Linked DNA regions of Sus scrofa: regions 1, 2, 4, 5 and 6 are each linked to region 3. Evidence: chromatin contacts called from public HiChIP or PLAC-seq and promoter capture Hi-C data. All regions are on one chromosome and are shown on one strand. Each heading gives the region's core, a stretch centred on a gene start, on an enhancer-like site or on the middle of the called end of the contact. The rest is flanking DNA. Distances are from core to core; before and after follow the strand shown. Region 1 holds the start of TIA1 (nucleolysin TIA-1). Region 2 holds the start of FAM136A (protein FAM136A). Region 3 holds the start of PCBP1 (poly(rC)-binding protein 1). Region 4 holds the start of MXD1 (max dimerization protein 1). Region 5 holds the start of SNRNP27 (U4/U6.U5 small nuclear ribonucleoprotein 27 kDa protein). Region 6 holds the start of PCYOX1 (prenylcysteine oxidase 1).

Region 1 (3,066 bases), core at 346-2,845, 140 kb after region 3:
TTTCAAAAAACAAAGGTCATGCACTAATTGCCGTATCATATTAAAAAATTTTTGAGATAAACTAGCCAAAAGTTTACTGATCTATTAAGAAAACAAGTGTGACTATATTTCCCATATTGTTTACAAAATGGCAACTATTTCTGTGGTGAAAAAATAGTTGATTACATTGTACTTCATAAGTGATATCTAGAGACTTGCAAAAAGAAACCGAAGGGCGCATTTTTAATGCATAGAGTTCTCAAATTGTCAGTCTTCCTAAGAATAAAAACAAAAAACTACATCAAAAACTCATTGGGCTTTTTTCTTTCTTTTGGAGAAAAGCAACAAAGGCAGGATCACCTCATCCGACTATACTTGGAAAAACAAAGAATGCTGGGGAAGGCTACATGACAAAGAAAAGATCCCAAACGAAGATCATTTAACACTACCTCTAAAAATTCCCAGAGGTGACTAAATACGTTAAGGTACTTATTAATTGCTGCTTCATTAAAAACTCCCCAGTCCTTCAGAGTCATGTCAATCACAAAAGTAGAAGGCGAAGATATAAACGTATTAGATCCACTTCCCCTTAGTAGATCTATCCCTCCGGGTGAGATTTCCATTTGAAAAAACAAACAAAAAAACCCCCAAACAAACAAACAAACACAGCACTTTCAAAATCCTCAAGGGGTCCGATTTTAGACTTTTTCATCTGGAGAGGGGGTGCCACAGAAGGAAAGCCAAAGAAAAGTTCAAAGAAAAACATCTGGCTTTTTTTCCAGTTGGCAACTGCGGGAATAAAGTTTACCTCCCGGAAAATGAGTCCAAACATTTTCAAGAGAAGAATGCCTATCAACGAGAAGGAAATGAAAGGAAGAGTTTCTGGGAAAAAAACTAAAATGAAAGGAAATAAAGCTCGAAAAGAGGTTAATCGAGAAGCCGGGGTGGGGGGGGGGGAGAAGAAAAGCGTGGGACAAAAAGGCTCGCCAAGTTCTAAAGAGGTTTGAATTAAAAAGTCTTCTCCTGGCCTAAAACCACAGAAGGCCCCGGGCGAAGCCAAAAGCCACGCTGTGGGGTAGTAAACGTGTAGGGACTAATTTAGAGGGTTGAGCCCCCTCTCCCTCCAGCTCGTCCTCTCACAGCCGGGGTCTCGGTCCCTAGGCAGCCAGGTGAGCGCCTAAAATAGGAGCCACGAAATCGCGGCGTCCACGGGGAACAATAGGCTGAGCAACGGCGCTGAGCCGAAGCCTCGCTCCGGGACCACCACCATCCCGCCCCCCTCATCGCTGCCCCAGACTCACAGAGTCTTAGGCATCTCGTCCTCCATGGCTGCTGCTGTCGCGGCGGCGCCTCTGAGTCCAGCTCCCTACGCTTTACTACCTCACAAATCTTTTGAGCGGCTATGGCTGCGGAATAGCGGGGGTTTCTTGGCTGACCGGAGGTTACTCCGCCTCCTTCTTCGACAGCAATGACACTAAACCACCCGGCCCAGAGCGAACAATGAAGCCCCGATACAAGATGGCGGCGAGCCGGGAGCCTTGGAGCCGCCAGCGAAGTGACCCGGGCCGCGCAGGCGCAGAAGAATCTTGCACTTTCAACCTCCCGGCCGCCAGGCTACACCTCAGTCCATACATTCACTTGTTGCGCAGCCGCTCTTCCAACCACGCCAGGGATTTGTCTCAGACTGCGCAGGCGTGAAGGTTAACTATTTCAGGACTACAGTAAACTTTATTGAATTCCACCTCCCGATTCGAATGTTTCAACGGTGAATTATAATGAAATATAAATATTCGTGGAAATGAAAAGTTCGAAGTGTTTCTACAAGAAGAAAAAGCTATAAAAATAATCTAAGGCAAAGCAAAAGGCCATGCGCCGCCCGGGAATCGAACCCGGGTCGCAAGAATGGGAATCTTGCATGATACCACTACACCAGCGGCGCTGACGGTAATGCTTCTTGCAGAAATGCTTTAGAACTAATAGCAAGCAAACTTTCGTTCCCGAACAGCTATGAGGAAGGTTCGTTCACTCCTTTAAAAACAAAAGCCTATTGCTACTTTCCCTTAATGTAAGTGATGATTTCTCTCATTCCAATACAGTTAAATGGATGTTCCTACTTTTTCAGTACGGAAAAATCTCATTTAAAATTTGTTTTTAAACTTAAAAAGTAAGAGTTTCATTAAGAAGAATTTGTCTTGTTGGTGTTAAGCAGCTTTTTGAAAGCCGGGCATGTATTTCCAGATTTTTGCGGAGTTTTTCTTTATGTACTCAGTGTACATTGGAAAATATTAAAGAAATATTTATTTAATGCAAATCGGTCCCAAGAATTCTAAAACCATATGAATTGGGGCATATACAAGTTTCAGTCCTTTTGGGGTGGGTGGGGGGGAGGCAGAAAAATTAGGGTTCTGAAATGTACTTCAATATACTCATTATGCATTTTGTATTGCATTTTATAATTTATGTGAAAAAATTTAAACATTGGGGAATGTCCGTGTTCAAAAATGTGATCTCTTCTTTGAAGTAGTTCCTTTAGACTGTGATAATTTTGGATTACCATTTTTGGACTTGTCTTTAGAATCTGTTGCACATTCTTAGGATTTCATTCAAAGATATCAAATATTAGTCTTTTGAGGATGAATAAGACAAATGTTAATAGTAGATTGTATTTTTTTAAGAAACTTTTTGAGATATAATTTGCATAATGTACATTTCTTCCATTTAAAATATGCAGTTCAGTGTGGTTTTTTTAGTGTATTCACAGAGATGTGTAGCCATCTCATAATCAATTTTAGCACACTTTCACCATCCTGAATAGGAAAGCTGTACAATTAGCAGTTACTTCCTATTCCCCATCCCGCCCCTCTCCCCAACCCACTATTTTTGTGTTTCTATAAATTTGTCTATTCAGGACATTTCATATTGTCTCTGAAAAATTAATAGTCAACCTTAAAAATTAATAGTCAACCTAAGAAAGAAATAGAGAATTTTATTTGAGCCAACCTAAAGATTATAACCCAGGAGACAGTCTTTCAGAAAGCTGTGAGGGGGTTAGGATCAAGACGGTGGAGGAGTAAGATGTGGAGCTCA
Region 2 (2,875 bases), core at 251-2,750, 190 kb after region 3:
TACTTTTATGGAAAATTCTTGTGGTGCTCTACCTCCAGGACTTTTTCCAAAATTTTTTTTCCCAAAATTTAAAACCCTGTGAAGTCTAATGGTCATAGGACTGTCACAAATGTTAACACGGAGCCAAGGCACTAAAGCCAAGAGTTTTGAACAAATGCTTGTCATCTCCTGCAAAAGAGCAACCTCAAGGGCTAGAGTACTCTGATTGGGATATTGCTCACCTGGAACTTCTCCAACTCACTGGTGACCAGGGCCTGGGCTTGAGCCAGAGGTGCATGGCAGCGCTCGATGCACTGATGCACCTGCTGCATGGATGCCTGGCTGTCCTCACAGCAGCCAGCACTGCACCGGAACATGAGGCCCTGTGGAAGGAGGGCAGAGAGAGATTAGGTAGGGAAGCCTCCAGGGCAGAGATGACCAAGGAGTGCAATAGAGGCCAGGAGTGTCTATACCTGTACCTCTCCTTATAACAGATTTCAGGGCCTTAAAACCATGAATGGAAATATTATCCTTGGTGCCCAGTGGAGTACCTCACCGCCTCCTTGCTGCTAACTCATTGGCACTTGTGGTATTGAAGGCTGAGTGGACAGGGAAGGTGGCGAAGGTCAGATAAAGCCAAGTTCTGAAAACGAGGAGCCTATATCACAGGATTCAGAGGTCAGCAACCTAGTAACCTACTCCCACCAGGGGGCAACTGGTCTACTAATTGACTCCAGGGTCACCTTTACAAGGGAAACTCACAATTCGGTTAGGAAAGAAGGACCAACAGCCACAAAACATTTAGGGGATCAAAGCAGAACAGCATATAAGCTGTGGAGCCGGGTTCGATGCAACAGAACCGGGCATGACCTGGCCATTGAGAAGGCCTAGCGCTTTCGCCTTTCCGGTCTTTCGCCTTTGGCCATGCTCTTTTTCCGGCCTCGGGCTGCTCACCTGCAGAAGGGGCCGCGAAAAAGGGGGAGGTGCGGGAGGCCGAACGCCTCACACGAGAGACTTTTAACCCTGGTCCCGGAACACCCCTCCCCCCGCCTGGTCTAGGGGACAAACGGCCTTGCGCGTGGCAAGAGCGCACAGATTTCATCCGCTCAGTCGAAGCTTCAGAGGTTTTGTCTGAGGACGCCGCGACGACCCCAGGGACATCGCGACCCGGGTGTGCGGGGAGGAGGGCACTGGTGCTGGATATGGCGCAGCGGCTGCGGGAAGGGGCCAGGAGTTCCGGACCGCTGGGGCTCCCCCCTCGATCGGCCTCCGCCCGGCTACCTGCATCTTCCGGATGTTCTCTCTCTCCAGATTCTTCACCATGGAGTCCACTGCCTCCTGCACCCGGAGCTGCTGCAGCTCCGCCATGGCGACCCCAGCTGCTCCCTGCCGCGCCGGCGCCCACATGGACTCAGGCGCACCGGCCCGCCCGCTCCGCGCAGCTTCGCGGGTCACAGCGGCGCGTCCTTCCAAGAGCCCACGCCGCCGCCTAGCGTCCAGAGAGGAGCAACTGCACGCCAGGAGGCCTGCTCCCGCCCCACTCCCTGGCCCCGCCCCCATGCGTCAGCGACGCTTCCCCCCCCCCCCCCCCCCGGTTGTTTGGGCTTCTTCATTTTGCCCGCCCACCTCTGTCCTCTGCGAGAGCTCAGGGAAGGTTATTTCCTCTTTCTCTGCCTTCTGTCCCTCTCCCTTTCCACTAAAATTCTTTAAAGATATTTAATGTAAGTAACATATAGTAAGTGCGAAGGTCTTAGGTGTAAACAGCTTGATGAGTTTTAGCAAATCTTGCCCTTTCCTAACCTCTGTCCATTCTCTCCCTATTCCCTCACTCCTGACCCCAGGCAGCCACTGATCTGCTTTCTATCACTAGGGATTACATTTTCCCTTTCTAGAATAATTTATATATATAAAATATTATATATATATATATCTCGTTAATATGTACTTTTTGGGGGCCTGGCCTCTTCACCTAAACATAATGCTTTTTATTTTTTTTATTTTTTGGTCTTTTCTGGGGCTGCACCTGCAGCATCTGGAGGTTCCCAGGCTAGGGGTCCAATCAGAGCTATAGCTGCCACCTACACCACAGCCACAGCCAAAGCCAGATCTGAGTCACATCTGCGACCTACACCACAGCTCATGGCAACGCCAGATCTTTAACCCACTGAGCAAGGCCAGGGATTGAACCCGCAGCATCATGGTTCCTAGTCGATTTGTTAACCGCTGAGCCATCATGGGAACTCCAAGAGTGCTTTTGAGATTGAACCATATCTTCAGTTCTTTTTTTGCTGCTGAATCCTGTTGAATGGACATACTACAATTTGTTTTTCCACTCCCCTGTTGGTGGACTTTTGGGTCTTTACCAGTTATTAGCTGTTTTTTTTTTTTTTTTTTTTTTTAAATTTTTAGGGTTGCACCTGCAGCATGTGGCAGTTCCCAGGATAGGGGTCAAATCAGAGCTACAGCTGCGGGCCTACACCACAACTCACAGCAATGCCAGATCCCTGATCCACTGAACGAGGGCAGGGATTGAACCTGCATCCTCATGGATACTAGTTGGATTAATTTCTGCTGAGCCAAAAGGAACTCCCAGCTGTTCTGAATAAAATGGTGACTAAGAACATCCTTGAGCAAGTCTTTTGTAGGCATAGATTTCCATTTCTCTTGGGTCAATATCTAGAAGTGAAATTGAAACAGGAGGAAAGGGGGATGAGGCATAACCTTTGAGAGAATGGCCTAGCCCTTGAGGATATTGCAGGAACCTATTGGAACCAACTAGGGCCAAGATGGTGGATGATTCGACTTCCAATGGACCTTAAGCCTCATTATTCGGTCATTGTAATACACTGGCTTGCTAAATGACATGCTCATAGGTGACATGATAGTTTCAAGGCCC
Region 3 (3,035 bases), core at 49-2,548:
CGCGTTCTAGAGCTTTCAGGCCGACCCCAATTTCTCGTTGGCGACGAATCCAGGCCACGTGTCGCCATTTTGTGTTCAGGAAACATGGCGGCTACGCCCGCGGGGACGAAGGAGGGGGCGGAGGGGCCGCCACGTTAGCCGCTTTCTCTCAGGGATCCGGAAGGACGCTAAGCACCCGGTCTTTTCTGTCAGGCTCAGCCAAAGGAAAGGGGAAAGGGCAGAAATCACAACTGCCACACCAACCACCCCAGCGACCTTTCTTTAGCGAGAGGAACCCGCGGCTGGACACTCGGCAGCAAAGGCCTTCCAAGATGGCGGGCCCGGTTGGGGGCCGCCCCCAGAGAGCGCGGGCGCGGCGCGGCGGCTGCACCATGCGGGAAAAGGCCGATGTGCAGTAGCGGGAGCTTAACCTTGGCGGGGAAAACCGCAGGAACTCCCCGAGCACGGGTAAATGCGGTGCCCTAAATGAACGCCACTGTCTGAAATGTCTGACAAGGTGGCAGCGACTAAACACCTGCGCAGGAGGTGGGGGTTTCTGCGGGTCTAACAAAGTTGCAAAATGCAGACAAAGCATTATGTAAATGGACGCCATACTCTTTATGGCCATGTTTCTAACACTTCCCAGAAACCATCAGTAGAGCCGCGAATTTGGCGGCGGCGCAGGAGGGCTTTCGGCCTTTCTCCTCACAGGCCGCCTCCGCGGTGGCGGGGAGGGGGTGGGGGCTGGCGCGGGGCGCCCGGACGCCGAGGACGAAGGGGCCCCACGTGCCCGCCCGCCGGCGCGCGCCCGCGCCCGCGCCCGCCCAGCGGGCCTCGCCTCGCCGCCCCTCCCCCCGGAAGACCACAGTTGCCCCTCCCATCCTCCCCACACCCTCGCGCACGCGCTCTGGCTGCCTCACGCGCACGTTTTAAACCCGCGGCGTCCTAGCTGCCGCCTGCAGTTTCTCCCGGGGCTGTCCGAGTCGCTCCGTGTCCAAATCGCTTTTATAGAGAGGAAAAATAATGTGTCGCACCGTCATTCACAACACTACATTTCCAATCATCCGCCGGCGCCTCTAGGGTTAATAGAATACATGTTCGTTTTTAAGCCTTGCCGGACTCACAGCTTTTACCCACCGGGGCTTTATTTTCAATGCTAGGCTGGTAAAAGGGTTTTCTAAAAAACTATTCCATGGGGATTGGCGTAATCTTGTGACCTAAAAACCATGGGTCCTCTTTTTTTTTTCAAGGGGTCCTGCGCACAAGCACTTCCGGGGTCAGAGGGTACGCGGGGTTGAAAGCGGGCTTCCCGCCCCGCCCAGACCGCCGAGGCTGCCGCCGGAGTCGCCACCGCCGCGCCCTCGCCCACCCGCCCGCCCGCCGCTCCCGGCCCCGCTCGCCCCCTCCGCCGCCGCCGCCCGCCCCTGCGACGACGCCGCGGCCTCCCTCCCGCGCCCGCTCGCTCCCGCGGCCCTCGCTCGCCTCGCGCCGGCAGTTTTGGGCCTACACCTCCCCTCCCCCCGCCAGCCACCAAAGACTTGACCACGTAACGAGCCCAACTCCCCCGAACGCCGCCCGCCGCTCGCCATGGATGCCGGTGTGACTGAAAGTGGACTAAATGTGACTCTCACCATTCGGCTGCTTATGCACGGAAAGGAAGTAGGAAGCATTATTGGGAAGAAAGGGGAGTCGGTTAAGAGGATCCGCGAGGAGAGTGGCGCGCGGATCAACATCTCGGAGGGGAATTGTCCGGAGAGAATCATCACTCTGACCGGCCCCACCAATGCCATCTTTAAGGCCTTCGCTATGATCATCGACAAGCTGGAAGAAGATATCAACAGCTCCATGACCAACAGCACGGCGGCCAGCAGGCCCCCGGTCACCCTGAGGCTCGTGGTGCCGGCCACCCAGTGCGGCTCCCTGATTGGGAAAGGCGGCTGTAAGATCAAAGAGATCCGCGAGAGTACGGGGGCCCAGGTCCAGGTGGCGGGGGATATGCTGCCCAACTCTACCGAGCGGGCCATCACCATTGCTGGCGTGCCGCAGTCTGTCACCGAGTGTGTCAAGCAGATCTGCCTGGTCATGCTGGAGACGCTCTCCCAGTCTCCGCAAGGGAGAGTCATGACCATTCCGTACCAGCCCATGCCGGCCAGCTCTCCGGTCATCTGCGCGGGCGGCCAAGATCGGTGCAGCGACGCTGCGGGCTACCCTCATGCCACCCATGACCTGGAGGGAACACCTCTAGATGCCTACTCGATTCAAGGACAACACACCATTTCTCCGCTCGATCTGGCCAAGCTGAACCAGGTGGCAAGACAACAGTCTCACTTTGCCATGATGCACGGCGGGACCGGATTCGCCGGAATTGACTCCAGCTCTCCAGAGGTGAAAGGCTATTGGGCAAGTTTGGATGCATCTACTCAAACCACCCATGAACTCACCATTCCAAATAACTTAATTGGCTGCATAATCGGGCGCCAAGGCGCCAACATTAATGAGATCCGCCAGATGTCCGGGGCCCAGATCAAAATTGCCAATCCAGTGGAAGGCTCTTCTGGTAGGCAGGTTACTATCACTGGTTCTGCTGCCAGTATTAGTCTGGCCCAATATCTAATCAATGCCAGGCTTTCCTCTGAGAAGGGCATGGGGTGCAGCTAGAACAGTGTAGGTTCACTCATAACCCCTTTCTGCTGTTTTCCCATGATCCAACTGTGTAATTTCTGGTCAGTGATTCCAGGTTTTAAATAATTTGTAAGTGTTCAGTTTCTACACAACTTTATCATCCGCTAAGAATTTAAAAATCACATTCTCTGTTCAGCTGTTAATGCTGGGATTCATATTTAGTTTTATAAGCTTTTCCCTGTTTTTAGTTTTGTTTTGGGTTTTTGGCTCATGAATTTTCTGTTTGTCGATAAGAAATGTAAGAGTGGAATGTTAATAAACTTCAGTTTAGTTCTGTAATGTCAAGAATTTAAAAATTAAAAATGGATTGGTTAAAAAATGCTTCATATTTGAAAAAGCTGGGAACTACTATCTTAAACTCTTTGTTGGTGCAT
Region 4 (2,942 bases), core at 139-2,638, 160 kb before region 3:
AGCGTCTCCGGGCTTCAGTTTCCTCATATGCAAAATGTAGGTAATTAACCTATCTAATGGGATTATATTAAGGATTAGGATAATGTAGGTAATTTACCTCACACGTATAAGCTATTGTTTTCATATACTGACAACAATAAACTTTTTTTTAAAAGCTTTGTTAAATATGTTCATGCTTCACTCATTTCTACCTTCAGGATTCTCAATTTACCAACAGTTTTATTTCTGCTTTTTAAAATGGAGATATCTCAGGAATCGTCATAGGTTTAGGGAACAATTCTTCAAGTTTTTTATGTACATTTATATTGGTACCACCCCCAACACAAACACCGTTTATAGCCGTCTCGAAAAGGAAGTATTCTTTTGAACGTTTTCGTCTAGAAAAGGGAAGATATTTATGAAAGAATCTCAGGATTCCACGTCAACCTGCAGGTATAGGAAGTTTCCGAGCTTTTAAAACCCACTCGCGTGAGGAAGTAATTAGCAGCACCTGCGGCGAGGGTCGTGCCTTTGGAGAGGCCAGCGCTGCATGCAGCTGCCCCATTCCAGCACTTGAGAAGAGAAAAGGCTGGGCGGCGAGCATTTAACAGGAGACAGGCTTTTCCCCTCAAGCCCAACAGCCACGTGGCGCCTGGCAGAGTCTCAGGCCCACCGCCCTGTTCTCGGGCTGCGGGCCGCTCCCTTCAGGGGATTCTCTGCGGTGCCCTCAGCCGCCCAAGTCCCAGGACGTCTGGAACCTCTGGGTCGCTGTCGGCGGACCCAGGGACCCGGCCCCGAACCGGAGCGGGACACAGCGCCCAGGTGACGCTCGGCGCCACCTTCCACTTGAGGGTTGCCCAGCAGGTCCTCGAAACTTTTCCCCGGAGACAGGTCTCGGCAACAGGCGGAGCCGGGTGGAGCCGCGCCCCGGGGCAGCCGGTGAATCAGCGCGGCTTGCGGCGCCGGGGTCAGCCCTTCCAGCCAAAGCCAGATCCGGGGAGGAGTAGCCGGGCTGCTGACCACCACCCGTTCAGGGTTCGCTGGCCTGGGGAAAGGCGACGTCATCATAGCTGGGCGGTGTCGGAAGGCTCCCCCAATGGGAGACAGGCAAAGTGGCTTGCTTTCTGTACCTCTTGGCCAATACTAACAAAGCAGAAGGGGCCCCGGTTGTCAGTATAGAACCAATGGAAAACAGGGAAGGAGCACAAGGCGGAGTTGCGAGTCCTGTCACCAATTGGGAAGAGGGGGTGGAGCCCGGGCCTTGTCAAGCGTGACCAACCAACAAGAGGAGTGGACTCTGGGGGGCGGGGCCGTGATTCCCTCCCCCAATCGCACAAGGCCATGGGCGGGGCATTCTCTGGGGTGCCCAATGAGGAACGCAGCCGAAGCGGGCCTGTCAAGAGAAGGGGCTGGGGGCGGGGGGACGGTGAGTCGGGATAAACACTCCGCGGCGGTGGCGGCTGCTGCTCTTCTCTGGGTTCTGTCAGTGTCGGCGGTGCCCAGCTCACCGGTCCCCTCCCCCTTCTGGCGAGCGTGGTCGCAAGAGAGGCTCTCTCAACCCTGCTCTGCCGGGTCCTCAGTGGGGCGCGCGTGTCCGGCGGCGGCAAACCCGTGGGCAGTGGGGGTTGGTCCCGTGGCTCCGGCCCCCGGTGCAGAATGGCGGCGGCGGTTCGGATGAACATCCAGATGCTGCTGGAGGCGGCGGACTACTTGGAGCGGCGGGAGAGAGGTGCACGGGGACGTGAGGGGTCCGGCCAGAGCAGGGGCCGGGGGCTCTGAGAGGCCTGGCTGAGGGTCTGGGCGCCCGGCCGCTCCGGGGGTGGTTGGAGGAGCTGAGAGCGCGACCGCGAGCGCTCCCAACCCCTCCAGCTCTCCCCACGCGCGGTCCGAAAGGAGGCCGCCACTGCCCAGAGGCAATGAATGGGGGTGGAAAAGGGGCTGCTGTCCCCGGGGTCCTGAGCGTCGCCCCCTCCCCACCCCGTAGCGAGTGTGGTGCCTGGGGTTCCCTCAGCCAGGGCCGTCCCGGCCGGCCCTCAAGTGGACCTGGCTCCGGGTATCCCAGCCGGAGGGGCAGCGCCTCCCCTGTCCCCCATCCTCCTTTTCCGGCTCTGAGTCCCGGTGTTCACCCTGCCCCTTCGCCTGAGGCTGGTCCCACTTACTACACACCAACCTGCTGGACGCTGCCAATGGGAAACCCAGGCTCCATGGGACTTGCTGTGTCTTTCTCAACAATGAGCAGCTGGAATGCTCCTTCCACCTGCTCCGAACTGAGGGTATTCACACTCAATTTAAAAAGGCAATCATTGTTCTGAGAATTCCACCTTGTTCCGTTTTATTATTTCCACAATATTCTATTAATGAGAAATACATCAATTTCTCATTAAATAATCAATTTCTCAGGGAGGGGAGAGAGTATTGAACGTTCTGGGCTCATTCATTAACTGGATCCTCCGGTTTTCTAGAAGCTGAACATGGTTATGCCTCCATGTTACCATACAATAACAAGGACAGAGATGCCTTAAAACGGAGGAGCAAATCCAAGAAGAACAACAGCAGTAGCAGGTAATTTGGTAAATATTTCCCTTTCTCTTTTAGATTATACTGCGGATGATACAAATTGCAGAATGGAAGTGATAGCCCTGTAAATGAAGTGGTATTCAGGCTCAGTCATGTCCACATGCTCTTAAGGCACTGGAGGAAGCCCTTCTGTTTGGGTTGAAAGGACTAAAAAGAAGAAAAGGAAAATGTTCTCTCTGTCCTTATGAACTTTTTTTAAACTTAATTTTGCTTTTCTTCCCTTTTGGAATGAAAATCTGGAAACTTCATGTGAGATTAGTAACAGTGATGATATTTTGCCTTCAGAAGTTGCAGATTTCAGGGCAAATTTTCTATAATTGCAGGAACTGGACGCTATCCATTTTTTACTTTTCATAGTGAAGATTTTATAAACATGTTAAAGTATT
Region 5 (3,130 bases), core at 102-2,601, 190 kb before region 3:
CCATTTTAGTACAGGCCACTGTAATTTCCAATATAGATTATTGTACCTTCTTCCCTATGTGTTTTCCCCTCTAGTGAAAACTCCACATTACACAAAGTATCCTCTGAATAAACTCAGTTGTGATTCCCTCTCATCCTCAAAACCCTTAAAAGGCTCTCAATTGCTTTTGCCTCAGGGTAATTCTTTACCGTAGCTCACGAGGCTTCTAGCCTCTACCTTTCCCTCCTTGCTCCCTAGGTAGCTGCCATACTTTAGTTCTTTACTTTCAGCCTGTCCTCTCCCTTGCCTCTTGCCCTGGCACCTGCAATCTCTGCCTGGATAATCTTACACCTGTCCCCACCACAGAAGTCACCCCATTTTACCTGACTAATTGGTATTTCAACCTTAAGGTCTTGTTTGAACATCATTTCCCCCTGGAAACTTTTCTTGACAACCCTCCCCCTCAAAGCAGGTACCCCTATTATGTACACATAATATCTTGATCAGCCCCATCAATGCATCTTGACACTATACTTGTTTGTATCCCTCACTTGACTGCACCCTAGTCAAGAGCTGACTTGTGTCTTTTGCACTGATTAATACTCTGGTACATAGGTGTGTAATATTTGTATGAATAATTTTATTAATCATACCTTTTTAATTTTTTTCTGGTGTTTTGTCATCTAGGGCATTGCTGAGACTGCCCTTCCTGGGGCCAGCTAATTCCCAGAGACAGCAAAAGATTTCCTTCTGACCGTGCCTTTCATATGCAGACTAGCCAGTGGAAAGCCTGTACTCAGCAACCCACCTTCCCTGCCAAACTCGGGAGTATAGGCATCGGACAGCCCCTACATCCCAAGGCCCGCTGAAATTATTCAAATTAGTAATCGTAAACCTGTTTAGCTAACATGCCTGCCTCTGCTATTCCTTCCCACAAAACTCAATAAAAGCTCTCACCCATGTTTTCTTTCCCTTTGCTTCTCTGCCACCTGATCCACCCTAGTGTTTCCCCGTGTGGACTTAAACTGTTTGTACGTGCAATATTTAGAATTGGTCTGATATGAAATATGCATGTGGACAAGACAGTTGCAAAGGAAAATGAGGGAAAATGAGGTCTGTGTTAGTGTGGTTTATATACAGCCCTTCCCAGACATTTCTGTAACAGCATCAGGTAGCATAGTTTAAGGCCCACAGAGAAGATGGGGAAGCCACCGCGAAAAGGGGGGTTGGAGGGAGAGAGATGCCAACTCTGTTCTCAACTGAATCCCTACACTGTGAGAGGGAGCGTCGCGGCGTAGCCGCTAGAGTCACAACAAGCTCACTACCGCCTCCAGGCTTTAGAAACCGGAACCCTGGCGAGTCGTTTGTCGTTTTCCAGTCGGCGGTGAAAGGTCAGTTCCGGGCCCCCCGGAAGTTGCAAAGTCGTTTCCGGGGCGGTGTGAGGTGGAAGAGGACTCCGAATGGGTCGCAGCCGCAGCCGCTCTCCGCGGAGGGGTAAGTCCAGAAGCACTTTTTAGGATCTGGGGCTCCGCTGGAGACCTGTTCCCCCTTTCCCCCCAGTTTAGGGGCAGCAGAGGAGGCGACCCTTTCTTCCTGAGGAGAAGAGCGGAGGTAGATGGGGGAACGAAGACCCGGGCCCTACACGCTTCAACCCTCCGGTTTGAAGGCAGTTTTATTCCAAAGTTAGGGTTTGGCCGAGACTTTGTCAGCCTCGTACAGTAACCTTTATTGTCGTGTGGCTGGGGCATTTAGAATCAGACCATGTTTCCCTTGATTTGTAAGTGGCCGAATGCAAACCGTCCAATCTTCCTGTGTCCGAATTCCAGTAATAATTAGACATGGGGGTGGGGTGGGTGGGTAACACTATTTTTAAAAACTGCCGTGAAAATTGATGACACACTCCGTAACACTCAGCGTATGGTAACCGCCAGGTTCTTCGATGCTCAGTGTTTCCTTTCCAGTTTATAGGGAAATCGTTGTTTGGGAGTTTTTGTGCAGGGAGCTCACTTCGTAATGTCTTCTGGCCCCCGTCCCCACAAAGGGGTAGAGAAGCCGAGACTTCGATCGGGAGATCTCACTTAGGCCCTTGGCTCTGTCCCCTTGTTCAACTAATCAGATTTGATCTTAAAAGTTAACATGATCTCAATCTGAATTGAGAACTCCTGTTTTTAAGTGTAGAATACACACCAGATTTCCTTGATTTAGTGCAGGGAAAAAATATAAAATATCTAATATTTCTTTGTAACAGTACATGTAAATGATAATAGTTTGACTATATTGTGTTAAATATATACTGTTAAAATTAATTTTGTCAGTGTCTTTTTTACTTTTTTAATGTGACAACTAAAAGTGGCTCACATGATAGTTCCGTTGGATGACGCAGCTATAGGTGTTTGAAGTAATTTTTGACTCTGCAATTTTGTGTGTTTGTGTTAGAGCGTAGGAGATCCCGGTCCACATCCCGGGAGAGAGAACGCAGGCGCCGAGAAAGGTCCCGGTCCCGCGAGCGAGATCGGAGAAGGAGCCGCTCTCGTTCCCCCCACAGAAGACGTTCCAGGTAAGTGCAGAAAATTATCAGAAGTTTTACCGCAAGTCTCACGCAACTGCGTAAGTATTCACTGCCCTTAACTTTGTTTGTATCACTTATAAAGGGACTTAATTTCCTGAAATGAAGGGAACTTCATCCTATGAGGTTTATTCTAAACCTCACAATCCCATTTGTAAAATGGGGGGGGGGATAACATTCCACATAGTAGAGTTGCCTTGAGGAGTAAATGAGAAAAAATAGACTAAAAGCACATAGCAAGCACTTAGCTTGGCAAGAGTAAGAGATGTGTTTGTCCTTTAATCTTATTTTTTATTAACTTTTCGTGATAATGGTTTATTCAATTATGTAATCAAGAATTGTGAGAGGAGTTCCGTCGTGGCGCAGTGGTTAACGAATCCGACTAGGAACCATGAGGTTGCGGGTTCGGTCCCTGCCCTTACTCAGTGGGTTGACGATCCGGCATTGCAGTGAGCTGTGGTGTAGGTTGCAGGCACGGCTCGGATCCCAAGTTGCTGTGGCTCTGGCGTAGGCCGGTGGCTATAGCTCCGATTCGACCCCTAGCCTGGGAACCTCCATATGCCGCGGAGCAGCCCAAGAAATAGC
Region 6 (2,858 bases), core at 357-2,856, 160 kb after region 3:
CCACCTATGACACTTTTGTCAGGGTCACTGACATGGTAAATTCTAATTAAGCAACATATTTATTGAAAGCCTTTTAGGCTTAATATACTTAGCTATTGTGAAAAGACACACAATTTAGTTCTTTCTTTGTAATTTGTAGAAAAAGGAGACAATATTCATATTTTTATGTTCTTACATAAGTGTTTATTTCTTGTATGACTTGCATCTCGTTCCATTAACACCTCCATTCCCTCTTTCTTGCTGTGCTCCACTGGCCTCCTTGCTTTTCCTCATATATGCCAGGCATTTTCCTTTTTTAGAAAGCTCTTTCTCCAAATATTCACCTGGTCCACTCTCTCAATTATTGCAAACTTTTGTTCAAGTGCCATCCTGCTCAGTGAGGCCTGATCTGACTATCCTATTTAAAATTGCAAGCCATTCTCCACTTTTTTTTCCTCCACTCTATATTATGTCATTTGCTTACTTATTCTAATTGTCATTTGTTTCCCTTCACTAGAATGTATACGTCATTAGGATAAATATTTTAAAAATTGTTTTGTTCACTGGTTTTTCTCAAGTACCTATAATAACATTGCCTGCCACGTGGAAGGAGCTCAATAAATAATTGTCCACTAAGTAAATCCTTTATTTTGCAGTAGTTTAAACTTTCTTTTTATTTAACTTATTTTCCTTCCATCCATATACTGTTCTTCACATTCACGTACTAGTTTTTCTCCCCCCCCTTTTTGATTGGGTGTGATATATGTAGATATAGATATAGATATGTATTTTAAGGGCCACATTTAGAGCATATGGAAGTTCCCAGGCAAGGGGCAAATCTAAGCTGCAGCTGCCAGCAACAGCCACAGCCACAGCCTGGCCAGATCTGAGCCACATCTGTGACGTACAGCACAGTTCAGAGCAACGCTGGATCCTTAACTCATTGAGTGGGGCCAGGAATCAAATCTGAGTCTTCATGGATACTAGTCAGGTTCCTAACCTGCTGAGCCACAATGCGAACTCCCTGGGTGGGATATTTTAATTACAGAAATAGTATCATATGACACCCATCACTTTCTCAACAGCTTTTATGACCGAACAATACTGGGACAATAGATACAAAGCCTGCATTCTTTTAAATGTTTGCCTAATGTTCCGTATGATACGAGTACACACACGACTTTCGTTTATATCTGTTACTATTTTTCCACTTCCTTCAGTTTGGACCACCCCATCCCTGGTCTCTGTCATTTTCCCTTTCACCTAGCACCCTTTACCCAGTCATCTTGTACCCAACAAATCTCGAACATAGTGAACACGGTGATCACTCAGTAAGTATTTGGGGCACCCTTGTCCGTTTCTAACAGTGGTTTGCTGTGTGCATTCTTTGAGCCTGAGCGATTGAATCAACAGAAGAGGGCAGTATTGATGAAATTAAAAGCTGGGGTGAGCCTCCTCTGGGGCCTTTGGCAACTCCCTGAAGCAGCCTGGGCTTCAGAGGTGCAAGGAGGACTTGGGGGACCGAGAGGATTGCGTTGTAGCTTCTGGAGGAAGGGTGGCCTTGGAGTATCAGGTGCCTGAGCTGGGGACGGGCCTGGGCGGGGCTTGGAGGGGCGAGGCCAGCTAGGGGGCGGGGCGAGCGGAGAGCGCAGGCTCAAATGCGGGCGGACCGCCGGGCGCTCTAGTACGACTGCAGCACTGGGAGAACCATGAAGCCCCTCGCTGGCGGGCTCCCCTGCTTCTTGACTTTCGGGCTGTGGCTGGGGCTGCTACTTCTGTGCAGCTGGGGGTGCCCCGGGAGCGCCGCGCCGCGGTCCCCGCCAGAGAAGATCGGTAGGCGAGAAGGAGGCAGCGCAGGGCGGAGGTGGCGGGAATAAGCCCGGTGCCTGGCGGCGGCAGGCTGATACACTAGGCCCGGCACCTGTGACACCCGCCGAGCAGCGCCGAATGAGCCCTCCGCGCAAGCGGAGCCCATTCCGGCTCGCGCCCCAGGGACCGCGCTTTCCCGAGGGTGAAGACATCTCCATTTGAGGAGTTGGCTGTAGAGGGGTAGACCTGGGCCGGGGAGCGGGAGCCAAGCGTCCCTGCGGCCCCTGTCTCGGAGGCCTGGGGCTCCGAGGAGGCTGAGGCCCCTCCTGCCGACTTCTCTTGCTGCAGTTGCGGGAGGACAGTCCCCTGGTTGGTCCGGGAGCGACAGGCCGCTTCCGCTCTGCAGTTGAGAGGCCCACGAGGGCACAGCACACCGAGCAGTGCAAACAACCTGACCGCGCTGACCGCGTCTCCTTCCCTTGATGGGCTTCGGCGCCCTCGCCGCCCCGCCCCGCAGCTCTACCCATTCCCCAGCCCGGCCCGGCTGCTCCGCTGAAGTTTGCCTGCTCGCAGAGGCCACTGGCTTGCACAGTTTTCTGCCTAGAACGACTACACAGCCGAAGCATTCACTCTTAGTTTCAGTCTTTTTGGTGTTTTGCTCTGTTTTCTTTTGCTTTGCTTTTTAAATTCCCCTTAAAGCTGTGTTCTTTGGGATCATTAACCTGTTCACATTAACGAGACAGAGCAAATGTAGGCAAAAATGGCGGCCACTTTATTTAAAATGCGTGCTGGAAGGGCCCCACCTCCTCTGTTCCCATGTATTGGTCACAAAGAATGGTGTGCGGGCCACTTGGTGCCTCCGCAAAGAACTGTGAGAATCTTGGGGCATTGGGGGAAAAAAATTAGTGTCAGTTTGTAAGTTTATCTATTATCACTTTTGCCTGGAGGCAGTGACTGTCCAGATTCAGAGTTCTATCTTCACAGCAGCTGTCACTTGCCTCCCTGTCCCCAGGCTTCCCTAAGTTGTTAATAGCCTAAAGTAACGTCTGTTAACAGTCTTTCAAAAAACG

Evidence for each region. Promoter capture Hi-C pulls out the DNA fragments that hold promoters and counts their contacts. HiChIP or PLAC-seq counts read pairs in DNA pulled down with a chosen protein or histone mark.
Region 1: a contact with region 3 is called in a promoter capture Hi-C map of fetal liver, with 3 times the contacts expected there. The contact joins the promoter of TIA1 here to the promoter of PCBP1 in region 3. A contact is called at or near these places in 2 of 5 promoter capture datasets (fetal liver and liver), 13 of 47 Hi-C or Micro-C datasets (alveolar macrophages, brain, embryonic fibroblasts and 9 more) and 2 of 2 datasets of contacts at active chromatin or transcription factors (alveolar macrophages and skeletal muscle).
Region 2: a contact with region 3 is called in an H3K27ac HiChIP or PLAC-seq map of skeletal muscle. The contact joins the promoter of FAM136A here to the promoter of PCBP1 in region 3. A contact is called at or near these places in 2 of 2 datasets of contacts at active chromatin or transcription factors (alveolar macrophages and skeletal muscle).
Region 4: a promoter capture Hi-C map of liver shows a contact between it and region 3, with 12 times the contacts expected there. The contact joins the promoter of MXD1 here to the promoter of PCBP1 in region 3. A contact is called at or near these places in 5 of 5 promoter capture datasets (fetal liver, fetal skeletal muscle, liver and 1 more), 26 of 47 Hi-C or Micro-C datasets (adipocytes, adipose tissue, alveolar macrophages and 16 more) and 2 of 2 datasets of contacts at active chromatin or transcription factors (alveolar macrophages and skeletal muscle).
Region 5: an H3K27ac HiChIP or PLAC-seq map of alveolar macrophages shows a contact between it and region 3. The contact joins the promoter of SNRNP27 here to the promoter of PCBP1 in region 3. A contact is called at or near these places in 1 of 5 promoter capture datasets (fetal skeletal muscle) and 1 of 2 datasets of contacts at active chromatin or transcription factors (alveolar macrophages).
Region 6: an H3K27ac HiChIP or PLAC-seq map of alveolar macrophages shows a contact between it and region 3. The contact joins the promoter of PCYOX1 here to the promoter of PCBP1 in region 3. A contact is called at or near these places in 14 of 47 Hi-C or Micro-C datasets (brain, embryonic fibroblasts, fetal skeletal muscle and 9 more) and 2 of 2 datasets of contacts at active chromatin or transcription factors (alveolar macrophages and skeletal muscle).

The regions. Positions count from the first base shown.
Region 1 is chr3:72,239,064-72,242,129 of Sscrofa11.1, reverse strand. TIA1 (nucleolysin TIA-1) reads right to left here and starts at 1,595. Exons shown (of 13, transcript XR_002342584.1): 1 at 1,281-1,595. It overlaps TRNAG-CCC (a tRNA gene), which reads right to left and starts at 1,918; the gene lies at 1,848-1,918.
Region 2 is chr3:72,189,543-72,192,417 of Sscrofa11.1, reverse strand. FAM136A (protein FAM136A) reads right to left here and starts at 1,500. Exons shown (of 3, transcript XM_003125051.6): 1 at 1,261-1,500; 2 at 222-362. The coding sequence starts at 1,386.
Region 3 is chr3:72,378,627-72,381,661 of Sscrofa11.1, reverse strand. PCBP1 (poly(rC)-binding protein 1) reads left to right here and starts at 1,298. Exons shown (of 1, transcript XM_003125057.4): 1 at 1,298-3,019. The coding sequence starts at 1,567. The coding sequence ends at 2,637. All of the region lies in intron 3 of ASPRV1 (retroviral-like aspartic protease 1), which reads right to left.
Region 4 is chr3:72,543,748-72,546,689 of Sscrofa11.1, reverse strand. MXD1 (max dimerization protein 1) reads left to right here and starts at 1,388. Exons shown (of 7, transcript XR_002342619.1): 1 at 1,388-1,708; 2 at 2,442-2,541.
Region 5 is chr3:72,564,244-72,567,373 of Sscrofa11.1, reverse strand. It overlaps SNRNP27 (U4/U6.U5 small nuclear ribonucleoprotein 27 kDa protein), which reads left to right and starts at 1,351. Exons shown (of 6, transcript XM_003481192.4): 1 at 1,351-1,473; 2 at 2,416-2,536. The coding sequence starts at 1,440.
Region 6 is chr3:72,222,353-72,225,210 of Sscrofa11.1, reverse strand. PCYOX1 (prenylcysteine oxidase 1) reads left to right here and starts at 1,606. Exons shown (of 6, transcript XM_003354779.4): 1 at 1,606-1,812. The coding sequence starts at 1,689.